6 separate regions of the Mus musculus genome follow, and regions 1, 3, 4, 5 and 6 are each linked to region 2. Evidence: chromatin contacts called from public Hi-C, HiChIP or PLAC-seq and promoter capture Hi-C data. All regions are on one chromosome and are shown on one strand. Each heading gives the region's core, a stretch centred on a gene start, on an enhancer-like site or on the middle of the called end of the contact. The rest is flanking DNA. Distances are from core to core; before and after follow the strand shown. Region 1 holds the start of Prpf3 (pre-mRNA processing factor 3). Region 2 holds the start of Setdb1 (SET domain, bifurcated 1). Region 3 holds the start of Tars2 (threonyl-tRNA synthetase 2, mitochondrial (putative)). Region 4 holds the start of Mcl1 (myeloid cell leukemia sequence 1). Region 5 holds the start of Ensa (endosulfine alpha). Region 6 holds the start of Pi4kb (phosphatidylinositol 4-kinase beta).

The links. Promoter capture Hi-C pulls out the DNA fragments that hold promoters and counts their contacts. A called contact is a pair of places that touch in the nucleus more often than the background predicts. HiChIP or PLAC-seq counts read pairs in DNA pulled down with a chosen protein or histone mark. Capture Hi-C pulls out chosen DNA fragments and counts their contacts.
Region 1: a contact with region 2 is called in a promoter capture Hi-C map of adipose tissue, with 2.8 times the contacts expected there. The contact joins the promoter of Prpf3 here to the promoter of Setdb1 in region 2. A contact is called at or near these places in 3 of 39 promoter capture datasets (erythroid cells, hippocampal neurons and liver), 10 of 484 Hi-C or Micro-C datasets (CD4 T cells, CD8 T cells, embryonic stem cells and 5 more), 2 of 115 datasets of contacts at active chromatin or transcription factors (embryonic limb bud and embryonic stem cells) and 3 of 9 other capture datasets (adipose tissue, liver and pancreatic islet).
Region 3: a promoter capture Hi-C map of erythroid cells shows a contact between it and region 2, with 6 times the contacts expected there. The contact joins the promoter of Tars2 here to the promoter of Setdb1 in region 2. A contact is called at or near these places in 5 of 39 promoter capture datasets (embryonic stem cells, erythroid cells, liver and 2 more), 1 of 15 datasets of contacts at CTCF or cohesin (large pre-B cells), 4 of 484 Hi-C or Micro-C datasets (CD8 T cells, embryonic stem cells and epidermal suprabasal cells), 5 of 115 datasets of contacts at active chromatin or transcription factors (embryonic stem cells, large pre-B cells, microglia and 2 more) and 1 of 9 other capture datasets (adipose tissue).
Region 4: a contact with region 2 is called in an H3K27ac HiChIP or PLAC-seq map of microglia, with 5 times the contacts expected there. The contact joins the promoter of Mcl1 here to the promoter of Setdb1 in region 2. A contact is called at or near these places in 1 of 39 promoter capture datasets (hippocampal neurons), 1 of 484 Hi-C or Micro-C datasets (embryonic stem cells), 4 of 115 datasets of contacts at active chromatin or transcription factors (effector CD8 T cells, embryonic stem cells, microglia and 1 more) and 1 of 9 other capture datasets (pancreatic islet).
Region 5: a Hi-C map of adipose-derived mesenchymal stem cells shows a contact between it and region 2, with 3 times the contacts expected there. The contact joins the promoter of Ensa here to the promoter of Setdb1 in region 2. A contact is called at or near these places in 3 of 39 promoter capture datasets (hippocampal neurons and liver), 5 of 484 Hi-C or Micro-C datasets (B cells, adipose-derived mesenchymal stem cells, cerebral cortex and 2 more) and 2 of 115 datasets of contacts at active chromatin or transcription factors (PVALB interneurons and bone marrow-derived macrophages).
Region 6: a FOXA1 HiChIP or PLAC-seq map of pancreatic cancer cells shows a contact between it and region 2. The contact joins the promoter of Pi4kb here to the promoter of Setdb1 in region 2. A contact is called at or near these places in 2 of 115 datasets of contacts at active chromatin or transcription factors (embryonic stem cells and pancreatic cancer cells).

The regions. Positions count from the first base shown.
Region 1 is chr3:95,852,736-95,857,312 of GRCm38.p6, forward strand. It overlaps Prpf3 (pre-mRNA processing factor 3), which reads right to left and starts at 3,150. Exons shown (of 16, transcript NM_001316751.2): 1 at 3,014-3,150; 2 at 709-902. The coding sequence starts at 853.
Region 2 is chr3:95,354,554-95,359,105 of GRCm38.p6, forward strand. It overlaps Setdb1 (SET domain, bifurcated 1), which reads right to left and starts at 2,649. Exons shown (of 22, transcript NM_018877.3): 1 at 2,512-2,649; 2 at 1,381-1,649; 3 at 1-140. The coding sequence starts at 1,640.
Region 3 is chr3:95,751,995-95,756,352 of GRCm38.p6, forward strand. Tars2 (threonyl-tRNA synthetase 2, mitochondrial (putative)) reads right to left here and starts at 2,983. Exons shown (of 18, transcript NM_027931.3): 1 at 2,764-2,983; 2 at 2,325-2,521; 3 at 1,013-1,136. The coding sequence starts at 2,844.
Region 4 is chr3:95,656,157-95,660,940 of GRCm38.p6, forward strand. It overlaps Mcl1 (myeloid cell leukemia sequence 1), which reads left to right and starts at 2,565. Exons shown (of 3, transcript NM_008562.3): 1 at 2,565-3,331; 2 at 3,605-3,852; 3 at 4,551-4,784. The coding sequence starts at 2,701. The coding sequence ends at 4,667.
Region 5 is chr3:95,622,963-95,627,909 of GRCm38.p6, forward strand. Ensa (endosulfine alpha) reads left to right here and starts at 2,018. Exons shown (of 4, transcript NM_019561.2): 1 at 2,018-2,214; 2 at 3,787-3,912. The coding sequence starts at 2,158.
Region 6 is chr3:94,973,445-94,978,069 of GRCm38.p6, forward strand. It overlaps Pi4kb (phosphatidylinositol 4-kinase beta), which reads left to right and starts at 1,287. Exons shown (of 11, transcript NM_175356.3): 1 at 1,287-1,641. B230398E01Rik (a long non-coding RNA gene) reads right to left here. Exons shown (of 4, transcript XR_003954666.1): 2 at 1,905-4,625.

The DNA of each region.
Region 1 (4,577 bases), core at 1,900-4,399, 500 kb after region 2:
AGAAAAATTGGTTTTTTTTAAGTTCTTCCCATTGTAACAGGAGAAAATGGGAGAGAGGTGTGGCTCAGTTGGTAGAGTGCTTGCCTACGTCCTGGTTTCCTCAGTCTCCAACACTGCATACATCAGGTGTGGTGCATGCTTGTGATCACAGAATTCAGGATGTAGGGCAGCGGTTCTCAACCTTCCTGATGACTCCACCCTTTAACACAGTTCTCGTGTTGTGGCCACCCCAACCATAAAATTATTTTGATGTTATTTCCTAACTGTAATTTTGCTACCAATATGAATCGTACTATAAATACCCGATATACATGATATCTGATATTTGACTCCTGTGGCGTCACTACCCACAGCTGGAGAGCTGCTGATGTAGAGGAAATAGACTCATAAGTCTTAGGCCATCCTCAGCTAGTGAGCTGGAAGCCAGACTGGGCTCCATGAGACCCTGTCTTTTAAATAAAAAAGGGGGAGGAGGGAGTGGTGCACACTGTTAACCCCTGCACTCAGGAGGCAGAGGATGGTGGATCTCTAAGGAGTTCCAAGTCAGACACAACTACACAGGAGACCTTGTCTCAAAACAAGCAAATAACAAAAGGAGAAGGGGGCTAGCACCACCTTTCCTTTAATGCTCCTAACAGGGACAACCTGGGGAAGTTCAAATCAGTGTTTGGAATCACTATACGTCAGAAGAGTGAGAGAGGTACACACCAGCCGCCTTCTTTTTGTCCATGCCCTTCCCCACACAGTTCAAGGCTGCAGTGACCACTGTGGGCTCTGAGAAGCCCAGCACTCTCTTCACCGTCTTCTCTATCCATGGCTTCAGCTCATCCAGCTCCCGCTTAGACAGCGCCATTTCGGAGAAAATGGAGAATGAGAGCTCCAATGGGACAAAAAAACTACACCTAAAAGAAACCAAGCAAGAGTCAGAGAAAAGGAAAACAAAACAATCAAGATAATAGCATAATAAGAGTGCTTTTCCCCATTCCTATTTTCAACCCCAAGCACATCTCTCCACTTCATATGAAGGGAAATACATTCCCTAAAACCAAGCTTCAAAACAGAAGGAAGGGGTCCATTAGTTTTTGTTTTTGTTTTTTTTTTTTTTTGAGATACGGTCTTACAATGTAGCTCATACAGAACTCAACACTTGGCAACTCTCCTGTCTCCACTTGCCCAGTGAGAAATTCTAGGAGCATACAACCATGCCCCACTCATTTGATATTTTAATTCTAACTCAGCATCAGTCATCATTGCTATCTAAAGAATGAACAAACTAGGAATAACGTAATCTGAGGAATGGGTTCTAACTCTGACCCTGTCACACAAAAGACTGGCAAACAGAACATCTGAAGAGTCAATCTAGAAGTCAACTTCTGCTCTGGAAGCCATTCTCTAACCTAACTTTGACCTAAAACTTGTCTAACGGATTCAAAGAAGAGGGTTTATTCAAGTCAGTCCTCCTGTGTTAAATCTCATAATCCTTAAGAATGCTGTCACCTTTCTCTGTAGTTTTATTCATGCTGGTAAGTATTCTATACACCAACATGATTTTTTTATTACTTAACACAGTTGGAGAAAAATTTCAACACTATTCATGCTTACATTTGGGTAATCTTAAATCTCAACATCTTCACCAGCATAAAGATAACTTAATTTCTGATTTTCTTCCTAATGGCTGCATGTCAATCTATTGACTGCACCGACCTCAACTTCCCATAAGACCTCCTCTTAGCACTGCCATGCATCTTAGTATGATCTGGGAATTACTCTTTCAAGATGTTTAAAGACATCTAAAAAATGCAACCTCAGAATGATCATACAAGCCTGTGATCCCAGCACAAGGGGAATCAGGAGTTCAAGTCCAGCCTTGGCTACAGAGTTCAACATCACCGGTGGCTACATGAGACCTTGTCATAAAAAAAAAAAAAAAAAAAAAAAGATGCAGTCTAATTAGCTCCTACATTCTTGACAGATTTCTCTCTCATAAGATCTGTCAATACACAGTATTTAATACATCTGAATGAATCTGGAAGGCTGTTTCTCAGTGACAACTTTTATGAATAATCCTGGGATAGCTTTTTTGGGCCATCATGAGATAGCAGTATACTGCCTATCAAAAAGAAAGCAACCACAGGCACTAAAAGTGGAGAAGAAAGCCCATTTAAGATAGAATATAGTAAGCACCACCATTCATAAGCCCTTAGGAAAGCAAGTTAATTCCCGAGAGCCTCAGTATACTTATCTTAGAAAATGAGACATCTGGTATAACACTCCATTCAATAAATACTTAAGTTACTATTTCTTGTCAAGCAGAATACTTACTGCATGTAAGGACACACACAGCAGTGAACAAAACAGCCAAGAATCCTCATGTTAATGGGACTTACAACCCACTACAATTGAATAATAGGCTAGAAAGTTTAAGCAATTTTCAAAATCCAGAGTAATAGGTGAAGCATATTAAGCATATTGGATGTAAGCTCAAGAAATATACTAACAAATGGATGTCTTCAAATTCGACCCGAATGTGCAAACGAAACAGTCAATGGATAAGAAAGTTTCAGTCAGTAGAGTTGTCACTAACCAGATGTTCAACTCTAATAGCGAGGGGGCGTCAGCGTCGGTGGGGGGCTGGGGGGTGGAGGGGAAGGGGAAGGGGAAGGGGAGGGAGGCAGAACGCTGTCTTCTGAATGAGCAGGTAGCAGAATCTCATCTTCCGAAGGGATTCCTTACTTTTCTACGCTACAAGCCCCTGGAACCCCATGCTCCGGTCTTTGCTATCTTCCCACCTGGCCCCGGCCCCACCGAGTCCGCGCTAACTCCTCACCTCAGGGCAGGTTTGCCCACCCTGCTGCTTCCCGCCCCCGCCCTTTGCCTTCAGCCAGCCCATTCTGACTTCTTCCCCGGACAGAACCAGGGAGTCCTCCCAGCCTGCTTCCCGCCGAGCACTCCCGCCCTGTCCAGCCGCTCGCACCGAAGGCTACAGCCTTTCGGGCGCGGGGCCACTACTCACCTCACAAACTTCAGCCCCTGAGACGGAGCCCGAACGTTACACCGGAACCGGAAACCTTCCGGTTGCCCTACGGCCCGCCGTCGCTACCGCCACACACCGCCACGCTGCGGTCCCTACGGCACGTGACTACGGAAGGCGGGGCCTCAGCTGCGCAGCCGCGGTATCAAGGTGCCGGCCGCGGGGCGCACGCGCCGCGGGATCCTAAAGCCTAGTCCGCGGGTTGTCCCGGAGCGATGCCAACGTTAGTTCGGGCATTATTTCCCGGAGCAGAAATCGGTTGGCATCACATTCCCTCGGGTCCAAAGAGTTAGTGCGCTAAGATTATCACTTAGAACTAAAAGCAAGGACGTCCACATTCGTACTCAAAGTGTCCTTTCTAGTTTAAAAAAAAAAAAATTGTGATCTCTAGCATTAGCTGCCCTCCCTTAACTTTGCCTCCCTAATTTAAAATCGATACCAGAGACCAGGCAACAAAAAAGAACAGATTCAGAGCTATCCCCTGGCTTCCCATTCGCCAATGAAACACCAAAACCTGCCTCACTTCCTAACCTCTAGGGATAACAGTATTCCAATTGCTAGCTCAGCCTCAGAAACCAGACTACTTTCTCGCTTGTCGCTTTCTGCCTTGCATGGCTCTTTACTAAGAAAACTACAAGATTTGCACTCCACTCTACTTCGGGTTTGTGCTCAAATTAGCCTTAGAGAAGCCTTTCTGGCCGCCCTATTTAATTTTGATACTTGACGCTCTAGAGTCCCACTTTTTTTTTCTTTTTTCTTTTTTTTTTCCTTATTGTACTTGTAGTATCATCTACCGTATTCATAAAAGTTAACTTAGGCTTTGTACTAGTCAGGGTTCTCTAGAGTCATAGAACTTATGGGTAGTCTCTGTATAGTAAGGGGATTTGTTGATGACTTACAGTCTGTAGTCCAAGTCCCAACAATGGGCAGCAGCAGCTATGAAAGGAAGTTCAAGGATCTAGCAGTTGCTCAGTCCCACAAGACAAGCAGGTGGAGAAGAGAGAGAGAATCTTCCTTCTTCCAATGTCCTTATGTAGGTCTCCAGCAGAAGGTGTGGCCCAGATGAAAGGTGTGTGCCACCAAGCCTTCAACTCAAAGATCCCCCAGTCTTAATTTTCTGGAATTTATAGCCACTATGCCTCAAGATCTCCGTGCCAAGATCCAGGTCAGAAATTGTATATCTCAGCCTCCAGATTAGGATCACAGGTGAGCCTTCCAATTCTGAATTGTAGTTCATTCCAAATATAGTCAAGTAGATAACCAGGAATAGCCACCACACGCTTAGTGCTTATACTTACAGTAACACTCATACAATTAAGTACTTAATAAATACTTGTCTACCATGGCAAGTTCCCCACTACACATCCCCCAAATAAAATGTAAAACTTTTTTTTTTTTTTTTTTTTTTTTTTTAAGGAATGGCAGTTCCTCTGGGAAAGGTGGGGGTAGTGGATAGAGGTTAGATAAGGGACATCAAATGCAGTTAGGTAAGAGAAAGTACTTCTGGGACTGGAGAGATGGCTCAGTGGTTAAGAGCACTGACTGC
Region 2 (4,552 bases), core at 1,399-3,898:
TGAGGACATCATCATCTTCATCAGGAATCTCAATGATCTCTGTGGGCCGGGAAGCTTCATCCTCAGAGCTACTGTCATGATACTGTAGTCCCAGCTTAGAGTAGAAATCCTTCACCAAAGACTCACAGTTAGTCACTTCCCTGATATTGGAACACATGCAGAAAAGATCAAAGCCAGTGGAGACAGTGCAGTACAAGAGCATTACAATGTATATACATTTATACAATACCTAGCCTCTGAGCTCACACATGTAATCCTAGTCCTTAGCCTGAGGAACCAAGACTAGCTAGGTTTGAGGTCACTTTGGTCAATAGAGTTCATGGTCAATAGAGTTCATGGTCAATACAGTTCATGGCCAGCATGGCCTACAGAGTAAGAAACCTTTAGACAGAACAAAAACAGAACCCAGCACTCAGGAGGCAGAGGCAAGCAGATCTCTGAATTCCAGGCCAATTTGGTGTACAGAGGTAGTTCCAGGACAGCCAGAGTTACAAAGAAACGGTCTCAAAAATAAAACAAAACAAAAACAGAAACAAAAACAAAAAACAACCCCCCCCACATACAAAACACAACACAGTAACAGGAAATTATGTATATTTAAATATAGACTGTTTGCTCTACATGTTCCAAAGTACCTATTTAGAATGCTTTTCCACAGAATGTTTGTTTCCATGTAATTCTTCTATGAAACAATTTTCTAGACTTCAATTTTCCACCTGCTGTTACAAAAGTCCTAATATCTGATATTTATTATCTATGTGGCTTTGGGAACTAAGAAGACAGCTTTAAATATCAACTTCATTTTGCTGGGTGCTGTGAAACATCCCTTTAATCTCACCACTGGAGAAACAAAGGCAGATGGGTCTCTATGAGTCCAGCTCAATATGGTTTATATGGTGAGTTCTAGGGCAGCCAATTCTACGTAAAGAGACTTTGTATCAAAAATGGATGAACGAATGAAACCCCAATCAACTCAACAAGCATAAGCTAGGATCATTTCATTGCAGCTCTTAGGAGGCAAAAGTCGGCAGATCTCTGCAAGTTGCAGGCCAGCAAGATTTAGGTATTGGGATTCTGTCTCAGAAAAACAGAAAAGACAGCAACTCTACAATCTTCACTTTCTGGGGATCTTAGGAAGGAAGTTCAGTCCAGGAGGAAGAGAAGGGAATTCAAGCCTTTAACCTAACTACTGCTGATCACATAGCAGCTACCCACAGGGAAAAAGTGTTCTGTTGCAACTCTGCATTACAAACTCAGAGGAAGAGTAAGGCCCCACCTGACTGAAGTCGCCAAAGTATAAAGTGCTTAGGACAATGACAACAACAGTCACTCCAAGGAGGACACAGATGGACATTTACTTCTGCTTCCTGGAATCCCTACCTGGATGCATCATCAAACAGCCGATCAACATAAGCCACTTCAGACTCTTTCTGTAGTACCCACGTCTCCAGCTCTGCGAGCTGCTTCTTGCGCTGCTGTATGCAGTCCATCTTTTCCAGTTCCTCATCAATGTACTGACGAAGTTCCTCCATAGAGATACCCAGCTCTTCAACCACCGCCTGCTGCAGCTCAGCAATCTCTGCAGAGTCAGCTGCAGCTGGCGCTGCAGCCAAACTCATGCACCCAGGGAGGGAGGACATGCTTTGGCCCTGTGCAGGATGAACAAGAAGCGAAAACAACTCTAACCGAGGCTCACACCATTTCTGTCTCATAATCAAAAGCCTGCAAACTCTGTTCTCTCCCCTCCTCCTCCACAAGGCGATCTGGAGATTTCCCGGGGAGCCTCATCTTCTCACACAGACCCAAGCTCTGGGTAACAACTAAGAGCGGGGAGACCCTGGAGAACTCCAACACGCACCAGGGAGCTAGCTAAAACAAGGTTTCAGGAAACCGAAGAGTGCTTATCGACCAAGGAAGATACTTCTGGGAGCTACTTGTTCCTTAATTGGCTCTGTCACTACACCGAGTCTAACCGAGGCACCGGCGGCTGGAGACAGGTGAGCCGCAATGAACTAATTCCACCCGGGTTGTTTAGTCCTCCTTTTCCTCGCGGCTCTTTGCTTTCCCGTGGCAAGGTGGCTTTTAAAACCTCCTAGGGCCATGCAAGAGGGCAGCTGCACAAGGGATGGGCTTCCCGGCTGCACCAGGCCCTGGGAGTCTGCGACCAGCAAAGAAGAAAAGGGACGAAGAGAGGAAAAGTCGGACATCCCTACGTGATCAGAGCAAAAGCTTGAAGCCATGGCGACCACCCAGCAGCCACACTCGGAATAACGCGCACAGGCGCTTGGCCGCCCGGGCCACGCAGAACCGCAGCAGCCTCCAGCCTGCCGCCCTCCTGCTTTCCCGCGCCTCATCGACGCACCGCCTCACCCACGCACCGCCTCGCGCCCACCCGCAGCCGCCGCCTCAGGCCCGCCCGCCCCCGGCTCGCTCCTCTCCCGCCAAGTTCCCACACACAGCCCCAGCCTCGCACCAGCCAAGCCTCCCAGGTCCACCTCGGCCTCAGCGCACCTCAGTCCGTCCTCCCCACAACTCTGGCGCCCGACCGCAAGGGCCGCGTCTCACAACCCCGACCCCAGGTTTTACTCCAGGGCTCCGCCTTGCCAAACCCAGGCAAACTGAAGGAGAGACGGCGGGGGAGGGGAAACAGCGTGAGGAGGCAGGAGGGGGCGGGGAGCAAACCGACGGTCCGGAAGCAATAGGGAGCGTCCTTCCGGCCTCTCCGACGGTAGCCCGAAGGGACCAAATTTATTGCATAGCGCTGCGGTACAGGGGTTATGGGAATTTAAGGAGAGTATGCATGTGTGAAGTAGGGCATTTCCAGATAAGGGGCTAGTTGGACAAAGCAGGTATTTTCCGGAGTCATTTATGGAAGCTCTTCCCCTACAGGTGGCCAATATAGTTGATTATTGTTTTAATTTGAAGATTTTTTTTAGTAATAAAATTAATTTTTTAGCAAAATTAATGAGTGTTCATATAGGAAATAAGAAAAATACAAATAAACAACAACAAAAAACTCATCATTTTATCACTGAGATTGTGTAGTTTTCATCTTTCACAAGATTAAGGTTTTTTGTTTTTTGAGGTTTTTTTTTGTTTTTGTTTTGTTTTGTTTTTGTTTTGTTTTGTTTTTTTGTTTTTTTTTTTTGTTTTTTTTGTTTTTTTTTTTTGAGACAGGGTTTCTCTGTATAGCCCTGGCTGTCCTGGAACTCTCTCTGTAGCCCAGGCTGACCTCGAACTCAGAAATCTGCCTGCCTCTGCCTCCTAAGTGCTGGGATTAAAGGTGTGCACCACCACTGCCCAGCTCTCATTTCTTTCTTTGCTTCTTTCTGCCTACTCATCTTTGAATGCCATTACTTTCACAGCAGATCTGGCCAATCTCCCAGCACTGCTCACACCCCTCTAGCCTAAGAACAGCCTTACAAATAAACTGCCAAACTCAAGTACACTGTCTTCTTCCACTGTCCTCCCATAACCCTGCCTGCAAGGGTAAAGGAAGCTGAAACACAGAAATAAAGAGCAGACTCAAGAAGTGTTTTGTTGTGGTAGTTTTAACATGGGGTCGTGCTTTGTAATCTTGGATGGTCTGGCACTTGCTATGTAGACTGTGCAAAGATCTACCGGCCTCTGTTTTCTACCTGTTGGGATTAACCTGTGAGCCACCATGTCCTGCAAGGTATCTATATAAAATATATTTTTCTGTACACCTGTGTGTCTGTGTATGCATATGTGCCCATAAGTGCAAGTTGGCCTCAAAAGCCCGAAGAGAATACTGGATTCTATGGAACTGCAGTTACAGACAGTTGCCATCCAACATAGGCACTAAAATTCAAACTCAAAATAATCTGGAAAACAATAAGTGTTCTTAAATACGAAATCATTTTCCAGCCCTTGTGTGTGTTTGTGTGTGTCTTTAAGGAATCCAAAACATTTGGGCAGCCATGGCCCTCGTGTTCTTGGCAACAGAGCCCAAAAAACCGGTCCCGGAGTTTACTTACACAGCAGAGGACTTAGCCCTCATTTTCAAAGATTCCAGTCATCAGTTCAACAAAAATAAGAGACTGTGGTACACCTCTGGGGGAGAGAAAATCCTGCCACAAAGACAAGCAGAGGCTATGATCAAACAGATGCACCAGTGGACTCACCTAGGGGTAAACAAGCTTATCCAGACATTCTCCAAGACTAAGTACCATGTACCAGGGTTAAAACACCTTGTGGAGCAGGTGGTGCACAAGTGTGTGCCCTGCAAAAGTCAATGTCTACTGCACTATGGTGCATCCAGGGAAGAGGTACCCGGGAGACAGACCTGGCACCTACATGGAGGTAGACTTTACTGAGGTATGACCTGGAAAATATGTATATAAATACCTTCTGGCTTTTGTGGATACGTTCTCAAGATGGGTAGAAGCTTTTCCCTGTAAAAATGAGACTGATCAGATGGTCATTAAGGTTATTGAAGCCGGGCAATGGTGGTGCATGCCTTTAATTCCCACACTCGGGAAGCAGAGGCAGGCAGATTTCTGAGTACGAGGCCAGCCTGGTTTACAGAGTG
Region 3 (4,358 bases), core at 1,733-4,232, 400 kb after region 2:
ACGCGCGCGCACACACACACACGTGTATATATATAGGTATTGTGCCTTCCTGCGCAGGTATGTGCACCACATGCATGCCTGCTGTCATGGGTTTCCTGGAATTGGAGTTTCAGACAGTTAGAAGCCGTCATGTGGGTGCTGGGAATTGAATCCTGGTTATTTAGAGGAACAGCTAGTGCTCTTAACTGCTGAGTCATCTCTCCAGCCCCAAATAAAAAACATTTAAAGAAAGCAGAGGGTCAGTATTGTTTCTTCTGCTACTGAGTGGAAGTGTGGGTCCACCCTACACATCCTCAGTGTTTCCTGGACCAGGAGGCCAGGTCGGTGGCCTTTGTTGCTCCTGTAAGCTTCAGGGCTTCGGTATATACTACGTATAAAACATGTGCTGGCTGGAGGGAAAGCTCTTGCTGGAGCCTGAACCTGGGCTACATAGCCAGACACTGTCCTAAAAATACAAAACAGAACAACAAAACCAACCCACAGTTCTTTAATACTGCTGTGTGTGTTGTTGCTACACACCGGGGCCCCACCCAGTAGCTGTCCTAGCAGTCTGTTTTGCTTAGTGCCATTATTTTCTGTTCCTGGGATCTGCTGGGATGGAACTATTCTTGGGTTGGTTCACTAGTCACATTTAGATGATAAATATATTTTTCTGAACTCTAATAACAAACAAAGTGGAAGGCCCTGGCTTTTGTGCTCCGTTATGGAACCCATGAGAACTAGGCAGACATCACGGATGACTTACACTGTGTGCACAAGAGGTTGAATAGGTTATCCTATTTCTCAGCCTTTTCTCCCCCTTTCACAAGCACACAAGGTATTTGCTTTATAGACCAATGCTAAATAAAAGCCTTCATGAAGACTTTCCAGGTTCCACAGGAATAATTAGTCTGTGATCAGTCTCCTCCCCACTTTTGAATTGAGAAAGTGAAGCAAAAGAACAATTACATTTTCCTGTTTAAAGATCACTCAGATAATTAGGCACTGTGCTCACCATATGGGAGAAACTTACCGCTTTGCCCTCTGGGGAATCAAATGTCAGAAATCTGAGGTGACAATCTGTCTCCAAGGGTCGGTCCAGATCGTAAAGTTCTCCATTTACTTCAGCAGCCACTGCAGTATCAGCCAGTGTTACACTGTAGCAGTAGGAGGGTAGTGGGAATGAAGACAGAGTTGTTACAATCCCCAGGGCAGGAGGCTGACTTTTCTCAGCAACTCTAATTTGCTGAGTGAAGTTTCCAGAGCAGTAAAGATCTGCTGTTTCTTTTCCCAATGTATCCACTACATTGGGAAGGGCAGAAATTCTGAAACTATAAAGACAAATCCTTATAAAAAAAAAGTCCTCATCCTACCCTCTATTTTAAAGACAGGTCTTGCTGTTTGGCCCAGGCTGGCCCTGAATTCTGAATCTTTGACCTCCACTTTCTGAATGCTAAGATTACAGGCCTGTAGCACTATGCTTGGCAAGAAGGACTATCTGAGCGTAGGGGTTCACACCTGCAATCTTAGCACATGGGAGACAGGGTTTCTCTGTGTATCCCTGGCTGTCCTGGAACTCACTTTGTAGACCAGGCTGGCCTCGAACTCAGAAATCCCCCTGCCTCTGCCTCTGCCTCTGCCTCCCAAGTGCTGGGACTAAAGTCGTGTGCCACCACGCCCAGCCTTTTTTTTTTTTTTTTTCTTTTAACAAGATGCTTTTCTGGGGGAGTAGGTGTGCATTCTTCCTCGGGAGTCAACAATCATGCCTTTAGAAGAGGGTCTTTCTTTGGCAAAGAGCATCGCCAGCAGGCTAGGTTGGCTGACCAGATTACACGCACATGTCACCACACCCTTTTTATTTTTAACCTGAAACTATTATTTCATTTATTTATGGGTGGGGCACACATGCTACAGTGTGTGTGTGTGTGTGGGGGGGGGGTCAGAGGACAATTTTTAGGAGTCAGTTTCCTTCCACAAATTCATATTTCAGGTCCTTATGCTTGTGTGGTAATCAATTAAATGACTGACTGACCCCCCCCCCCAACCCTAACCCCCTCCCTGCCCAAAGACTACACCTTTCTGATGGGAAACAAAGAAAAAGAAAAAATGTAGCGGGACAATGGTGGCGCATGCCTTTAATCCCAGCACTTGGGAGACAGAGGCAGGCGGATTTCTGAGTTTGAGGTCAGCCTGGTCTACAGAGTGAGTTCCAGGACAGCCAGGGCTACACAGAGAAACCCTGTCTCGAAAAACCAAAGAGAAACAAAAAGATGCTTTCATTTTCTGACCGGGTGCAGAAAAGGACAGAAAAATAATTCTTGTAGGTAGAAAGGCTGGCTTGATACCTGATCTGATGGGCCAGTTGGTAAGGGGTTGTGTTCCATGCAACAGCATCTACCTTCTGGCCTTCAGGAAGTGATATCTTAATAGCCCGGGCTTTCTTCTGTGTCATACTTGCTAACTTTTTCACGTGAGCGGTCCATAGCTCCTCAAAAAGGCCAAATCGTTCTGCCAACCAATGTGGAGGAGTTGGTGCAGAGGCCTGGAGGAAAAGGCACGTTAGGAGGTATCGCGGGCTTATTTCCACTACTCCGGAATGGGGTCGTAGGGGTTATGGGTGTTTAAGAAGCATTGGTTTTAAGGTGGAAACTGGGTGACACTAGGTCTTAATTTGGGGATTCAAAGGAACCGCACATTTCCGAGTGGGGCAGCAGGGTCCAGGAGGGGCTGGACAGCCTGCCCCCTTGGACTCCGCTGGGCTAAATGGTTGGGAGCTTGGCGTACCTCACGCACGGTGTGGAGCTCGCAGCGGCGGAACTCTGGGAGTGGGAACCCAAGCCGGCGCCACCTCAGACAGAGACCCATGCTGTCTCAAATCGGTACCTCCATGCTCCGATCACCGCTTCTTCCTCACCAGGCTCCTCATTGGCTTCTAAGTCAGTAATATCCTTTCCTATTGGATAACATAGCCGCCATTCCGGCCGGGCACCACCCCCAGGAACTCCGCTGAGGTAGAACCCACACAGCAGCAGCCGCTCTGGGAAAGGTTCCGGTTGACCGGAAAGTGGAAGCTGTTGCACACACCTGCAGTCTGGGTTCCCAAAGTGACAAGAAGGCATCCAACTTTGAGGACAGGGCATACCTCCTGGGGCAAGAATGAGAGAAAAACAGGAAGTGGAAGTTAGTCATTTTCCTTTAATTATAAAATTTATTAAACATTCTTAAAGCTGACAAGAAACAAGTACAGACACTGGAACTAAACATTTAGTGTAAATCCTGGATCTGGCATTAAGTAGTTTTTTTTTTTTTAAGTAAACTTTCTGTAATCTCGATTTTTTAATCTATAAAACAAGAATAAAAATATATGTTCCATTCTGAAGGTACATTTTGTGTAAATTGCTCATCTCGGTGCTTGGTATATGATAATTAGCACCAGCAGCAAGACACTGGTTTTGTTGTTGTTTTTGTTCTCTTTTTCCCCTAGGCTGTCCTGGAACTCACTCTGTAGACCAGGCTGGCCTAGCACTCAGAAATCCACCAGCCTCTGCCTCCCGAGTGCTGGGATAAAAGGCGTGCACGCCCACTGCCCGGCTTGCAAGACACTGTTATTACCACTGAATGTAACAACTCTAAGACTATCTTGGTGGTCATTCCTTTGCAGTCGTGGTGGAGGGACTTTAGAGACCTCTTAATGTCACAGATGTGGAATTTAATCAATCAATCATTATTGCGTGTGTGTGAAGAATCTTTGAAGGCGTGGGCGGCACAGTTTTGTAGGTCACATGCTACCTTTCTGTGGCCACTTCTGTCCTTTCACTTTACATGGGTCTTAGGGGTCAAAGTCACGTTGCCAGGCTTGGGCAGTAAGTACCTGTTATCTGCTGAGCCATCTTACAGGTCTCAGATGTGGAATTCAAAGATTACAGAAGGTAGTTTAAGGTAAAAAACATGCGTGCCGATGAATCTGCAGTGTGCACTCTTCCAGCATACCTTGTTCTTTCCATAGTTTATTTCCAATAGACTCCCTGACCATCTTAGAGACATCCAACATCTTGTTCTCTGTTCCTTACATAAGCCTTTGGTCTCTCATCAGCACCCCACCTTCATCTTTCTTTATTCTTTCTTTGATCTCTCTCCATTAAATCTCAGATGCAGGGCTAGACATATTAGCTTTACACAGTAAAAACAGAAACACGGTCAGATGTGTGGAGAAGCATAAAGGGAAATGAACTTATTAGCACCCTTATTAACTCAAGTAGTCCCTCACCTGGGGGTGGGGACACTTAGTCCATTCCCAGATTGCAGTGGTGATGGGATCATGGGGTCTTGTGGAAGAGTTGTCAGAACAAGCTGCTTAACCTAGGCTTCCAAAGCCCAAT
Region 4 (4,784 bases), core at 1,315-3,814, 300 kb after region 2:
GGCCAGATGGTTCAGGGGTCAAGCTAGCAGGCTGCTCTTCCAGAGAACCCAAGTTCAGTTTCCAGCACCTAAGCTAGCTGCCTCACAGGCCTCTGACTTCCAGATGCATCTGCACACATGCACATCATTTAAAGTGATTTTTTTTAAGTCCATGCTGAATCTGCAGCTGGTGTCCTGACTGTAAGAATGCAGCAGGCCGAGGCAGGAAGATGGCTTCCAATTGGGGACCAACCTGGGCAAACCTTTCTCTTCCATAAAGCTTTCCTATAGGTCATCAAACACAAATGAATTCTGCTGCTCGGTTACAACATGTCATTCATATATATATATATATATATATATATATATATATATATATATGTCTCCCATCTCAGATTGTGGTTACTTGTTTTGGGATTAAAAGTTCCTTACAGAAATATTTTAGTCACTACAACTGCAAAATGCTTCTCTCCATACTCCCTGCCACATCCTATAAACTAGGATTTTAGATCTTCTCCTACAAATAATCATATGGTTCCCTGTCTCCTTACTTACTGTAGTTTAATGTTTATCTATTTATATCAGGCAGTGGTGGTGCATGCCTTTAATTCTAATACTTGGGAGGCAGAAGCAGGCAGATCTCTGTGAGTTCAAGGCCAGCTTGGTCTACAGAACAAGTTCCAGAGCAGCTGGGGCTACACAGAGTAACCCTGTCTCTAAAAACTGAAACAAAAATGTATAGATTTAATGCATATGTGGATGTCAGGAACAGTGGTTAGGAGCCCGTTTCTTTCCCTTCCAGCACATGGGTTCCAGGGTTTGGCAGCAATTGTCTTTACTTGCTGGACCATCATCTATCTCCCCATGTCTTTTGTTTTGAGCCTCCCAAGTTCTGGAACTGAAGGTATGCAGCCAATTTACAGGGTTTTAAACCCAAGGTTTTATGTTAGGCAAGCATTCTCCAAGTAAGCCACATTTCCAGCTTGCCACTTACTTATCTATCTATCTATCTATCTATCTATCTATCTGGTTTGAGACAGGGTCTCAACCTTTTAACCCTGGCTGATGGGCGCTTCCTATGTAGACCAAGTGTCTTAGTTTGGGTCTCTGTTGCTATGGCAAAGCACCACAACCAAAAGCAGCTTGGGAGAAAAGGGTTCATTGGGCTTAGCTTGCTTCCACATTACTGTTCATCACTGAAGGACATCAGGACAGGAACTCAAACGGGGCAGGAACCTAGAGGCAGAGGCCATGGGCAGGAGCTGCTAACTGGCTTGTTTCCCATGGCTTGCTCAGCCTGTTTTCTTACAGAACCCAGGACCGCCAGTCCATGGAATTCCAGCTTGTGTCAAGTTGATATTAAGTCTAACCAGTCCACCAAAGATCTTCACCGTTTTATATGGTGCTGGGGATCAACCCAGGACTTCTACAAGGGTAGGCAAATTCTCTACCAACTGAGTTACTCCCGTAACCATCCTTTGTTCATTTTAGACAGCAGGCTCATCATGTAGCCAAAAATGAGTTTTAAATTGAGTCTCTTGCCTCTGCCTCCCCAGGCCTGGGCAAGCTCTTCTGCCAATTGAGCTATAGGCCTAGCCACCATAAATGGCTCATATTTTAGACTTTTACTGTTTGGGGATAGGGTAGGGAGCTAGGCTCTTCTGGCAGCCAGAGGTCAACTCTGGAAAGTGGTCTCACTCCTTCATTGTTAGGTGGGTTCTGTGTATTGAACTCAGGTCTTTAGGGCTGGGTTTCAGGAGCCTTTCACCAGTTGAATCTTTCACAGGCTCCACATAAATAACCCCTTAATAGCTGTCCATGAAAAGTCATTTTGGCCAGGCAGTGTGGGGCACGCCTTTAATTCCAGCACTCGGGAGGCAGAGGCAGGAGGATTTCTGAGTTTGAGGCCAGCCTGATCTACAGAGTGAGTTCCAGTGCAGCCAGGGCTACACAGAGAAACCCTGTCTCGAAAAACAAAAAAACAAAAACAAAAAACAAAAAACAAAAAAAACCGGAACGGAAAGTCATTTTGGAACACAGGGAGTGAGGGCTCACAGTAGAAAAATGACAGAGCAGGACTCCCCCTAACTTTTAAGCAAATCAATGGTTAATATTCCTTTGTGTATGAGACTGGAGATGCCCTCCCTGGTTTGCTCTTCCAGGGTTTAACTCCCAGCACCCACCTGGAGGCAGGCACACAACCACAAATACACACAAACAAAAAAGTGTTTAAGACTGGTATGTTATAAAAACACAGCAGGTAGTGCAACGAGAAAGGCTAAGGCAGGACTGCCTAACGTTAGGACCAGCCTGGGCTATGCAGAGTTCCAGGGCAGCTTGAAATTCAAAAACCGACACAGATCAGCAGGCGTTCCCGAGCAGGAACCATTCCCCGGGAAGCCAAGCACTTGGCCAGCCGGGCTGAGAGTTGTACCGGACAAAAAAGCACAATCCGTCCGCGAGCCAAGGCCAGGTACCGCGCTCCGCCAACCGTAGCCGCGGAAGCCGCGAGAGCGCTCCGGCCGGAAGAGGCGCGGAGTGGCCGGGCCAGCCCTCCGGAAACGCCCGCCCCTTTCCCCTTTTACGGGAAGTCCTCGCCTGCGTCAGCACGGCCCTAAGGCGGCGGCAGGGAACGGCCTTCCTCACTCCTGACTTCCGCCTGCCTCCGGTCTGGAGTCGCGGCCTTCCCCGCTCCTTCCCCTCAGCCTGCGGCGTCCGACCATGTTTGGCCTGCGGAGAAACGCGGTCATCGGCTTGAACCTGTACTGCGGCGGCGCCAGCCTCGGCGCGGGCGGCGGTTCTCCGGCAGGGGCGCGCCTGGTGGCCGAGGAGGCCAAGGCGCGGCGCGAGGGGGGAGGGGAGGCCGCCCTGCTGCCCGGCGCGCGGGTGGTCGCCCGGCCGCCGCCCGTGGGCGCCGAGGACCCCGACGTCACCGCGTCGGCCGAAAGGCGGCTGCATAAGTCGCCCGGCCTCCTCGCCGTGCCGCCCGAGGAGATGGCCGCGTCGGCCGCCGCCGCCATCGTGTCTCCGGAGGAGGAACTGGACGGCTGCGAGCCGGAGGCCATCGGCAAGCGCCCGGCCGTGCTGCCCCTCCTGGAGCGCGTGAGCGAGGCGGCCAAGAGCTCCGGGGCCGACGGCTCTCTGCCCTCCACGCCGCCGCCGCCCGAGGAGGAAGAGGACGACCTATACCGCCAGTCGCTGGAGATCATCTCGCGCTACTTGCGGGAGCAGGCGACCGGCTCCAAGGACTCGAAGCCTCTGGGCGAGGCGGGCGCGGCGGGCCGGAGAGCGCTGGAGACCCTGCGGCGCGTGGGCGACGGCGTGCAGCGCAACCACGAGACGGCCTTCCAGGGTAAGCGGCGCCCGGGCCGGGCCGGGCCGTGCGGGAAGAGGGAAGAGCCGGAGCCTGGCTCTGCAACCAGAATTTTCTGGCTGTGAGTCATTGTTTCCGCCCATCTGGCTGTTGGGTTCAAAGACCGGAAAGGGTGGGATGTCACTGTCGGCGTGGGGTCTGCCTGACTGCTCTAGAGCCGGGAGAGCACGGTCCCCTCGTCGTGGGTGGGCAGAAGGGTAGTGCCCCGCTGCAGACAAAGGAGGCCATGAGGTTTCTTGCTTTTCTTCTCAGGCATGCTCCGGAAACTGGACATTAAAAACGAAGGCGATGTTAAATCTTTTTCTCGAGTAATGGTCCATGTTTTCAAAGATGGCGTAACAAACTGGGGCAGGATTGTGACTCTTATTTCTTTCGGTGCCTTTGTGGCCAAACACTTAAAGAGCGTAAACCAAGAAAGCTTCATCGAACCATTAGCAGAAACTATCACAGATGTTCTTGTAAGGACGAAACGGGACTGGCTTGTCAAACAAAGAGGCTGGGTAAGTTCGTCTTGTGATATAAAGGGACCGTGGAGTGGAAATGGGGTGCAGGATTTTGTGAAGGAGAAGGCACCTAGAGGGTTTTTACAAAGTTTCTCTCCGGTTTCAGATTTAATTTATGTATCTCTTGTTGCATGATGTTGGTCGTTGTAGGTGGTAGGTCCAGAGAAAAACTCATTATGACGGTCTTGAATTGTACCAAAAGGTCTTGTATTCTGTAGGTTGTACTTCTAATTCAGTTGGATAATCTTCAGAGCAGTGGATTCAAACCGTGAAGAAGTAAGAGTCACCTGTGATGACTAAATTACATCCCCCTCATTTTAATCAAATGGATAAGGGGTAGAGCCTGCATTTTAGAAGTTAATACCCAAATACACCAGCTCTGGTGTAAGGTGCACTCATTCTCATTAGGAAATACCCATGGGAGAAATACTACATGGGGATGGATCCAAAGAGTGGTTGGTTATGGGCCCTGCTCAGTCTGTGCAAAAATAATTGAGGTGCAATACAACTGCTGTAAGGTAACTGTTGTGTGGTTACTCACTGGAAAGAACTCCAGAAGTGTCTCTTGCATCCCAGAAGTAGGTAATTGGTTCACCATTGTTTGGGGGATATTTTAATTCACCGTTTCTCTGTATGTAGTGTTACAACAGCAGAAACCCATACTTGAAAATGTGCTTTTCTTTTTTGTTTTCTAGGATGGGTTTGTGGAGTTCTTCCACGTACAGGACCTAGAAGGCGGCATCAGAAATGTGCTGCTGGCTTTTGCGGGTGTTGCTGGAGTAGGGGCTGGTCTGGCATATCTAATAAGATAGCCTTGTGAGTGCAATAGGGGACTCTTAAAGCTCCAGCCACCAAACTACATGCATCTGTGAAAACATGTGTATTTATGAAGGTGGACTTGAAGCTGCCCAGGATTTTAACAGTCCAGT
Region 5 (4,947 bases), core at 768-3,267, 270 kb after region 2:
CAGAGTAAGTTCCAGCAACAGCCAAAACTGTTACATGGAAAAACCAAAAAGGAGAGGAGGAGGAGGAGGAGGAGGAGGAGGAGGAGGAGGAAGAGGAGGAACAGGAGGAGGAGGAGATGATGAGATAATGGCTTAATTTGAAAGGCGGAGGCTGCCCTATGTGTGTATTCATATAAAAGTAATACAGTCCTATCTACTTGATAGATGCTCAAGAACTACTCTATTTCTTTGGTTGCCTTTCGTTTTTGAGACAGGGTTGCACTGTGTAGTCTTGGTTTGCTTCACACTCGAGATACTGTTTCAGCGTCCTTTGTGGGAGTATTATAGACAGGAACCATCACACAGGTTAAGAACTATTATTGAACTATGGCTTTGTTTACATTAGCTGGTATTTAATATGTGTTAAATGTTTACCATGTGCCTAGAACTACCATCTTAAACTCAAGAAATTATGTCTCCACAGAGTGACCCTTAACTGTTAGCATCCTGTCTAAGCTCCACCCCACAGTTACCTGGCAACAGCCAGGAAGGCCTGACCCACTATAAAAGGTGCTGTTTGCCCCTCTAGGTCTCTTGCCCTCTTGGTCTCTTGCTCTTCCCTCTGTCTCCTTGTCCTTCCCCATTCCTTTCCCCCCTTTCCCACGTGCTCACGGCTGCCTCTACTTTTATAATTCTCTACTCTCTCTGCCTTTCTCTACCTCTACTACCCTCTCTCTTGACTCCCCTCCCCATGCCCTGAATATACTCTATTCTATAGTCCTGTGGCTGGTCCCTCAGGGGGCAGGGATGCCTTAGCATGGGCCTGCTGAGGTACCCCCTTCTCCCATACCTCACTGTTGGTATTCTGTCTGGACTCCACCCCCCACAGTTACCTAGCAACAGCCTGGTAGGCCTGGCCCACTATAAAAGGGGCTGCTTGCCCCCTCCTCTCTCTCTTACTTTTGCCTCTTACCCTTTAGTTCCCCCTCTTCCCCCTCTCTCCCCATTCCCTTCTCCTTTCTCTCCATGTGGCCATGGGCTACTTTCTCCCTCTCTCTGCCTTTCTCTGCCTCTACTACCTTCTCTCTCTCTCTCTCTCTCTCTCTCTCTCTCTCTCTCTCTCTCTCTCTGGTTTGTTTGTTTGTTTGTTTGTTTGTTTGTTTTCGAGACAGGGTTTCTCTGTATAACCCTGGCTGTCCTGGAACTCACTCTGTAGACCAGGCTGGCCTCGAACTCAGAAATCCGCCTGCCTCTGCCTCCTGGGTGCTGGGATTCCACCATGCCCGGTTCACTACTACCCTCTCTCTTAACTCCCCTCCCTATACCCTGAATAAACTCTATTCTATACTATACCGTCATGTGGCTGGTCCCTCAGGGGGCAGGGATGCCTTGGCATGGGCCTGAGGCACCCCCTTACCCCATACCTCACCACACCCCCATAGAACATAACCTTATACTTCTCTATATTTCTATAATCACAACACTCACCACAACTCCATAGAACATATCTCCCTTTATGTTTTTATAAATACATCATTAACAGTTATAATTGCCTACATAAGGACTAAAGTGTGAATGAAAACCTTACAAGAAAACTCAAGTCTCCTACAAGCTAGCACTGAGTCCTGGAAAACTGCTGAATATCAGTTTGTCTTCCAATTTTAATTTTTGGTCGTGGGTAACTTGTTCTAACACCGCTCAAGGCTTGAGCCTTTGCACCAGAGAATAAAGGATTTCTATGTTAACCCGGCTCGGATGCAACATTCAGCGACTTGCCCAGGATCTGGCTAATAAACTGAACACAGCTTCAGCCCACCCAAGAAGCAAAAATACCAAAGCTTGCTGTCCTGCCCCTAAGGTCCATGCAGGCTTTTAATTGGTTCTGTGGCTCACTCTCTTTCCCGGTTGGTGTTCTAGCTTGCCTGTCGCTCTAAAGAATCCGCCCACCTCCGGCCAACGCTTATTGGTGTGTCGTTACATCATTGCCCCGTCAAGCCCACTCTCATTGGCTCTCATAGGAGGGGGCGGTCTCAACGTCACGGGCTTGAGCCGCCATTTTGACTGAGCAACCATAGTGACAGGAGCCGGAGCAGCAGCTCAGGTTGTCCCCGTTTCCCCTCCCCCTTCCCTTTTCCGGCTGACTTCCCGGGCCCTGCATTACACAGTCCCGGTTCTGCCATGTCCCAGAAACAAGAAGAAGAAAACCCTGCGGAGGAGACCGGCGAGGAGAAGCAGGTGAGGAGAAGGGGGGACCGGGGGTGGCCGCGCGGGCGGAATACGCCCCCGCTGCCGCTGATTGGCCGCCTCTGCCTCAGGCTGTACAGGGGTTGGCCACTACTAATGTCGCGCAGGCTGCATTTCGGCGCGGCCTAGTGCCCTGATGTCGATTAGTCAAGCCGATTGTCAATCTGTGGGCTCCCCTTTCTTATTGGCCAGTAGGCCTCTATTCAGTTCATGGAAGCCGTTCTATAATTGGGCGAGCTCTGGCGTGGGCGGGTGTTTGGAAAGATGAGGCGAATGAAAGGGGGCTGGATGGTGGTCCAGAGCTGTAAATGAGATGTTTGATTAGTAAAGATAAATACCAGACTGGAGCTCATCCTTCATCCACAGCAAGATAGAGGTCAAAGTGAAGACATTTAAAATGAACCAGCATTGGGGGAGGGGAAAAGAGTAATTATTACCATGGGGTAAGTTCAGGTGGCAACTTCCTTAGACCTGTTTGGTAGGGATGGTTTGTTGTTCACCGTCAGTGACTTATAGATCCGCTCGAATTTCTCCGCAGTGGGATGTGGTCCACCCACCATCGCATTATGAAAACACTAGTGCCAAACCCCTTCTTCGACACCATATTTGAGTTACTTAACACTGAGCTCAGGGACTCATTAAATACACTTAGTGTTATCTCTGACCCTGTTTGTCAAGTGAAAATACACTAGCCAGGAGATGGTGGCGCACGCCTTTAATCCCAGCACTTGGAAGGCAGAGGCAGGCAGATCTCTTGAGTTCTGAGTTCAAGACCAACCTAATATACACCAAGAACCCCTCTCTCAGAAAATATAAAAATAAAAACAACAAGAAAAACTAATGGCATGTTGATTTCTGTTTTCAAGTATATTACTCTGGTAAATATCTTTAGAATAAGCCACATGCCTAGCGTCCTCCACAGTGAGACCATATTGCTTCTTAGAGTGTGAATGAGGAGGGAGCCTCTCAGCAGACAAAAGCTCCCCTGACCTGTAGGACAGCCAGGAACTCTAGTAGTTCCTTTTTTATCTTTCCTGAGTGAGCTCTGGCTTGCTCTATGGTTCAAGTATCATGTTGAGATACTACCTTTAACCTAGTGTTCACAGGTCACGGGTGATTCCTTGAGTGTAATATAAGAACTAACTTGTTTTTCTTTGCTTGATACAGTTATCTTGAGCTTAGGCATTTGAACAAAGGTCTAGCTTTTAAGAGTAGAGGAGCAGGAAAGATTGGTTAGGAACACTCATTGCAGAGCACCTGGGTTTAGTTCCCAGCCCATGGTAGCTCACAACCATGTACAGTTCAGTCTAGGAAACCGGGCCCAGACTGAACTCAGGGCACTGGGCATCCATGTGGTACACAGCCATAGCCATACGAGTCTGCAGAATACATGCACATAAAATAAATAAATCCTTAAATAATACACACACTCAACAGAACAGAGTGTAGATAGCATAATTACAAACAGGTAGACCTCTAAGAAAATTTGATAATACAAAGGTTATCAGATATTAGAAGTCATTGTTTTTCAGCCATTAATTTCACTTGGCGTGTTTTCTTCAGGATACACAGGAGAAAGAAGGGATTCTCCCTGAGAAAGCTGAGGAGGCAAAGCTAAAGGCCAAATATCCAAGCCTAGGACAAAAGCCTGGAGGCTCCGACTTCCTCATGAAGAGACTCCAGAAAGGGGTATGGGACACCCTTATACTGTGGCACCTTGGATGAAGTCCGTAGACATTCTACTGCATGTTTTTCTGTAGCTTTGGTTATTTAGCAGTAGTAAAGATAAATTAGAAACTTGGAAAGAGAAAAGCAAATTATGTGAATCTCTGCAATGATGTTACTTCCCTTCTAACTATAGGAAATGAAGGATTAATGGTGGGCATTTGGGTAGGTGGCAGATGGGGACTGAAGGAAGGATATTAGATACAGAACACCCAAATAGTTCAACTTGCAATAAGGTTCTTTAGTCTGTTAAAAGCTGGCATTACACACTAACCATGCTCCTCAAGAGACTATTGTAGCTGAGTGTGCTGGCTAGCATCTGTGATCTCAGCGCCTGAGCTGAAGCAGGAGGATAACCACACATGCAAGAACAGCTTAGGCTACATAGTAAGTTTTAGAATAGCCAAGGCTAGGCTTGAGAGACGGATCAGAAGTTGAGAGAGCTGGGCTGCTGTGTCCAGAAAGGCAATATTTGGTTCCCAGTACCCATATCAGGCAGCTGGGACTCCAGCTCCAGGAGGTTGTCTGGCTTCCATGGACACATATACAAACATAATTCTTTTAAAAGATTTTGTAATTATCTTTAAAAATTAAAAAAGTGCATGCCGCCGGGCAGTGGTGGCGCATGCCTTTAATCCCAGTACTCAGGAGGCAGAAGCAGGTATATCTCTTGAGATTAAGGCCAGCCTGGTCTGCATAGTGAGTTCCAGGGTTTTTTGAAACCTGTCTCCAAAAAAAAAAAGTAACACAGAGACAATTCTTTTTCCTGTACAGAATGATAGAGGATGTAGCTCATGGGAAAGCACTTGTCTAGCCTGGGTTTAACCTATAAGGCCACAAAAGTGAAGAAACAGCAGCTGGAATGGCCTTCCTTAGCAGTGGAGGGCTGCCTTCACAGCCATCTCCTTCGTGGTCAGGTTTCTCCCTACCATGAGCTGACAGCAGATTATAAGGACAAAGCTGCAGTGTAAAGATGAGATGGAGAGAGAAGCAGCCTCC
Region 6 (4,625 bases), core at 37-2,536, 380 kb before region 2:
AATAACAGACATGTAGTACTATAACCCATACTTTCTTGATCCCCTCCCCCAAACCTTAGAAAATGTTATTACATCAGATACTACTGTTGTTAATGTAGTGCTATAATAATATTGTCAATATTATTATACAGAAGTTGAGGGTTAGTCCAGCTTGGGGGCATGTGGATATATTCCCACATGTTCCACAGGCCAGTGGCTTGAGCCAAGGAATATCACAAGCAGCCTGGGAAAAATAGACTGTCTCTAAAAAGGGAAAGAGGATAGGAAGGAAGCTAGAGAAGAAAGGGAAAGAAAAAAAAAGGAAACAAAGATCTCAAATCAGCTTATAAGTGCAATGAAGATGTCACCCAAGAGCTAGGCTCAACCCGTAGAATATTAAGAACCTACCCGCCTGCAGTGGTGGCACACGTCTTTAGGCGTAGCACTTGGGAAGCAGAGGTCGACAGATTTCTAAGTTCAAGGCCAGCCTGGTCTACACAGTGAGTTCCAGGACAGCCAGGGCTACACAGAGAAACCCTGTCAAACAAACCTACCCTTACAAGGGGCCTAAGATACTAAGAAAAGTCCCAGGAAAAGCGTTGGGACAGTGATTGTGGGGGGGGGGGGAGGGGTCTATGAGGCCTGTCTCACATGATTTTGTAGCCTTCGGAAAAGGAATAAGCCAAACTTTTGTCATTTCACTCACTTTTCCTAAGCTGGCTTGTCCAGCCTCTGTTAAGGCTTTGGCAGCTGGGGTGACCTTGGAAGCAGCACCTTGTCCCAGAGTGATGGTGCGAAACAGTGAAAGATTGAGGCGGTTGGACTGGGCCATTCCTGAAGCTATAGGGGCAAACTCATGGCATCATCCTTAAAGATGAGTAGGAAGAGGGAAATGAAGGTGATTGTACTCCTTTTTTCGTCCCTTCTCTTTCTTGTCTGTTTTCTGGCCCTCCTGCATGGGTCCTACCGGCTGACTTACGAAAGAAATCCCGTAGGATAGGAGAGGGAGAAAAAAGCCACTGGTGGCAGTTACGGTAACTCAGTGGTTTACGCAAATGAATAGTTTATATATAATTTGCATGTTCATACACTTTTGGAAGTACATAAAATATCGGTACCTCCACGTCCCTCCACTGATCTTACCCACGCTACTTCCCTCTCGGCTTCCTTAGTAAAGCCTGTCTCTTAGGCCCGCCCTCAAACACAGGGCCCGCCTTCCCCCGTAAGCCCCTCCTCCCTGCCCCCCCTCCCTAGCTTCCAAAAGCTCTTCCCCGCCCCCTTTTCCTTTCTGAACAGGCGTGAGTCGGGCAGCTCACTCGACTCAGATTACGATGGCATCAGTAGTGTCCTGACACCGGGAAGCAGGAAAGCAATCTCCCGGAAGAAAGGCTCGGGCCCAGGGGACTCTTACATCGGAACCCGCCAAGGAATTGTTATTTTGTGTCCTGCTAGTGGGGTCCGGTCCAACTTGAAGTTGCGTGAAGGCCCCTTCAGGCGGCGCCGCGGGCAGCCCCGCAGCCGGGGCCTGGAGCAGCCGCCGCGGCCGCTGTCAGGGAAGCGCAGGCGGCCAATGGAACCCGGGAGCGGCCGCTGCTGCTGAGGCGGCGGTGTCGGCAGTCCGACCCCGACCGCCTGCACCCCCTCCGCGAGGGTTCCCCGGAGGTAAGCGGCTCCTCCCCCGTGAGTCGCCTTTGCCTGTGTGTGTGTGTGGGGGGGTCCTTCTGCCACCCTGTCCCGCCCAGCCTACCGCGACCTGGGTTCGACTACAAAACTGCCCCCCTGGTGGCAGCTGCACCCCGAGGTCCTTCACCCTTTCCTCTCGGGCCCGGGGTAGTCTTCTCTGCTTTCTGGCTTCCTCTTCAGTTTAGCCCCTCCCTCTGCCCCGTGGATTCCACCTCCCCACCAGCAGGACACACACTTCGTACCTCTGTTGCCTCTGTTCCGTAACTATCTTCCTAAGTCGTGAACCTTTTCCACATTTGACCCCTTCTACAATATCATCCATGTTTGCCTTCCTCGCCGTTTGTGTTTCTGCTCACAAGCCTCTTCCATGGACTCCGCCTTTATCCCTTTTCCTATTTTGCCCCACTCTTCCGAGTCTGTGCAATCTCAGCACAGAGTTCTCATTTCCCTCAGCTACAGATTGTATCCCTCTCTTCTGCTTCCAATTCCATGACCTCACCATGACCCACTCCCCCAGCTCCTGACTTCCAAGAATTGCCTATTCCCTTCTCCTTAAAGGATCTCAGACTACTGTCATCATACCCAGATACCATCCACTTTGACCTTAGTCCTCAACCCCTCTCTAGGGTGCCTGATGATACCTGAAGCTGTCTTTGGCTTCTCTTTCCCCTTTCTCAATCTCCAGCCCTCTGGAGGGCTTCCCGTAGGAGAAAGCTCTGCCGTGAACACCCCTACAGATAGTGATTTCCAACTTTTGACATTCTCTCCAGGGATTTCCAACTTTTGACATTCTCTCCAGGATTCGGCTGATGTTTGTCTCCCTCGGCTCTGTTTTCCCTGTGGTCTTTAAGTGTTCTCTATCATGCCTTTTATCTCCACATATGATTTCAGATCAGCTAAAGCTTGAACTAAGAAGATGTGAGAGGATGGGGAGCCACAGTTGTCTCAAGCTTTTCTGGACAGATGTGTGTTTCTGAAGGATGAAGCAACTTTTAAAGAAGTCTATCAATCAGATTACATTTTGTTGAGTGTTTAAGAGCAACCACTAGGAAAGATGCTCAGAAACTGAGCATGGAAACTGAATGAAGTTGTGAGAAATTTTGCTTTAGATTACTTTAGGATTTCTGTTAGATCACAGAATCTCCTACTCCTGTCTAGACCTAAGAGGAACCATTATTTTCCTGACTGAAGCTTAGTGGACTACTGTTGGTTAGTTTCATAAGCATTTGGACCTAAGGTGAAGTTGTGTTTGTGTGTGTGTGTCTGGGGTTGGGGCTGATTGGGAAAAGGAACATAAGACAGTGTAAAGAGATGTATACTCAGAGTCAGGGCCCCTTGGTTCAGCTTGTAACTTCCTCACTTGAACTCTAGAATGGTCTTTTGAGAAAATGGCCCATTCTGCAAGCACCAGTACTGTAATAGGCTAATAACAGGATGTCTGTTGGGGGAAGAATTGTACTTTTTTAACTTATAAAACACTACAGGTGTCAGATGAGAGGTATTTATTGCTAGTGGCTTTGCCATCTTGAGAATTCTCTTTTATTTTGATATTTTGATCTCTCTGATCTCTGACTATGAGTATAAAGTCAGTTTGAAATACAAGCTCTTGCTTGGCCTGCTGCTTCTCAACTCTTTCTTCCACTACATTAAGTCGTTGACCATCTGTGCCTTTTTTTTTCTGTACCTGATTCATAACTCCAGATTCTGTGGTCAGAAAGTGTGTTTGTAGAAAGGCCTTTGTAAAAGAACCTTGGTAGCCGGGCGGTGGTGGCGCATACCTTTAATCCCAGCACTTGGGAGGCAGAGGCAGGCAGATTTCTGAGTTTGAGGCCAACCTGGTCTATAGAGTGAGTTCCAAGACAGCCAGGACTATACAGAGAAACCCTGTCTCGAAAAACCAAAAAAAAAAATTGTCTTCCACATCTCTCTTGGCCTGAGATAATAAAGAAGGCACTGGCGTTCCATCTTCCAACTCTATGCCTGGTCAGGTTTGAAAATAGTTATACTATCTTGTTACACTTCTCCTTACCCTGAAATTACTTGGAGTGCAGTCTATTAATGATCCCCACTTATGGGAGAAGCCCCCTGGTTTTCCTAGCTTCTCATCTGGGTCCACACTGTATGAGAACATGTTTGCTGAACACTCATATAGCAAACAGAGCTGCTTTGGTTTGGGTAAGAGGTTTAGAAGAATTCTTTCAGTAATTGGCATGGGAAAAGAGAAGGCCTAGTGTAAGCACATTGGGACTCAAATAAGGACTAGTTCAGAAAAAGGTGAGCAGTGCAGGTTGCTGTCTTTACCATTTGTCAGTCTCATCATGGGCTCCTGGAGCAGGCTTGGGCTGTCTGGTTGGAATCTGCTTATACCTGTTGCATGGCCTTGCACAGAGTTCAGCTTGATCAATATTGACCTAACTGCTGTGAGACCACTGCCCTTCCCCCGATGCTATAGTTGAGAATGCCCTCTTCCCTGATGCCACCATCCTTTGAGACCTTGAACAAACATACTTGGTTCCTGGTGGGGCTTGAGCTTGCTAGACTGCTCAATCCAGAGTTTCTACAGGATAAAGTGGAGATGTCATTCTTCCTTTACTCGTAAGGTAAAAGGGGAAAAAGGAGTCCTTGAAGCTTTGTGCTATGCCTTCAAATATGAAAAGGAACTTGTTTTTTTTTTAAGAAAAAAATGTACTTCGTGTGCATGGCTGTTTTGCCTGCCATGCATATCATATGTGCCTGTTGTTTGCAGAGACCAGAAAAAGATGTCTGTTCCTCTGGATCTGGGGTTACAGATGGTTGTGAGCCACCATGTGGGTGCTGGGAATTGAACCCAGGTCCTCCAGAAGAGCAGGCAATGGTCATAATCATTGAACCATCTCTCCAGCCCCAGTAAGGAACTTCTTAGCAGCAGAACAAGCAGCCTAGGATGATAGAGTCCCTTTTGAATATTTTTTAAAACTACTGTT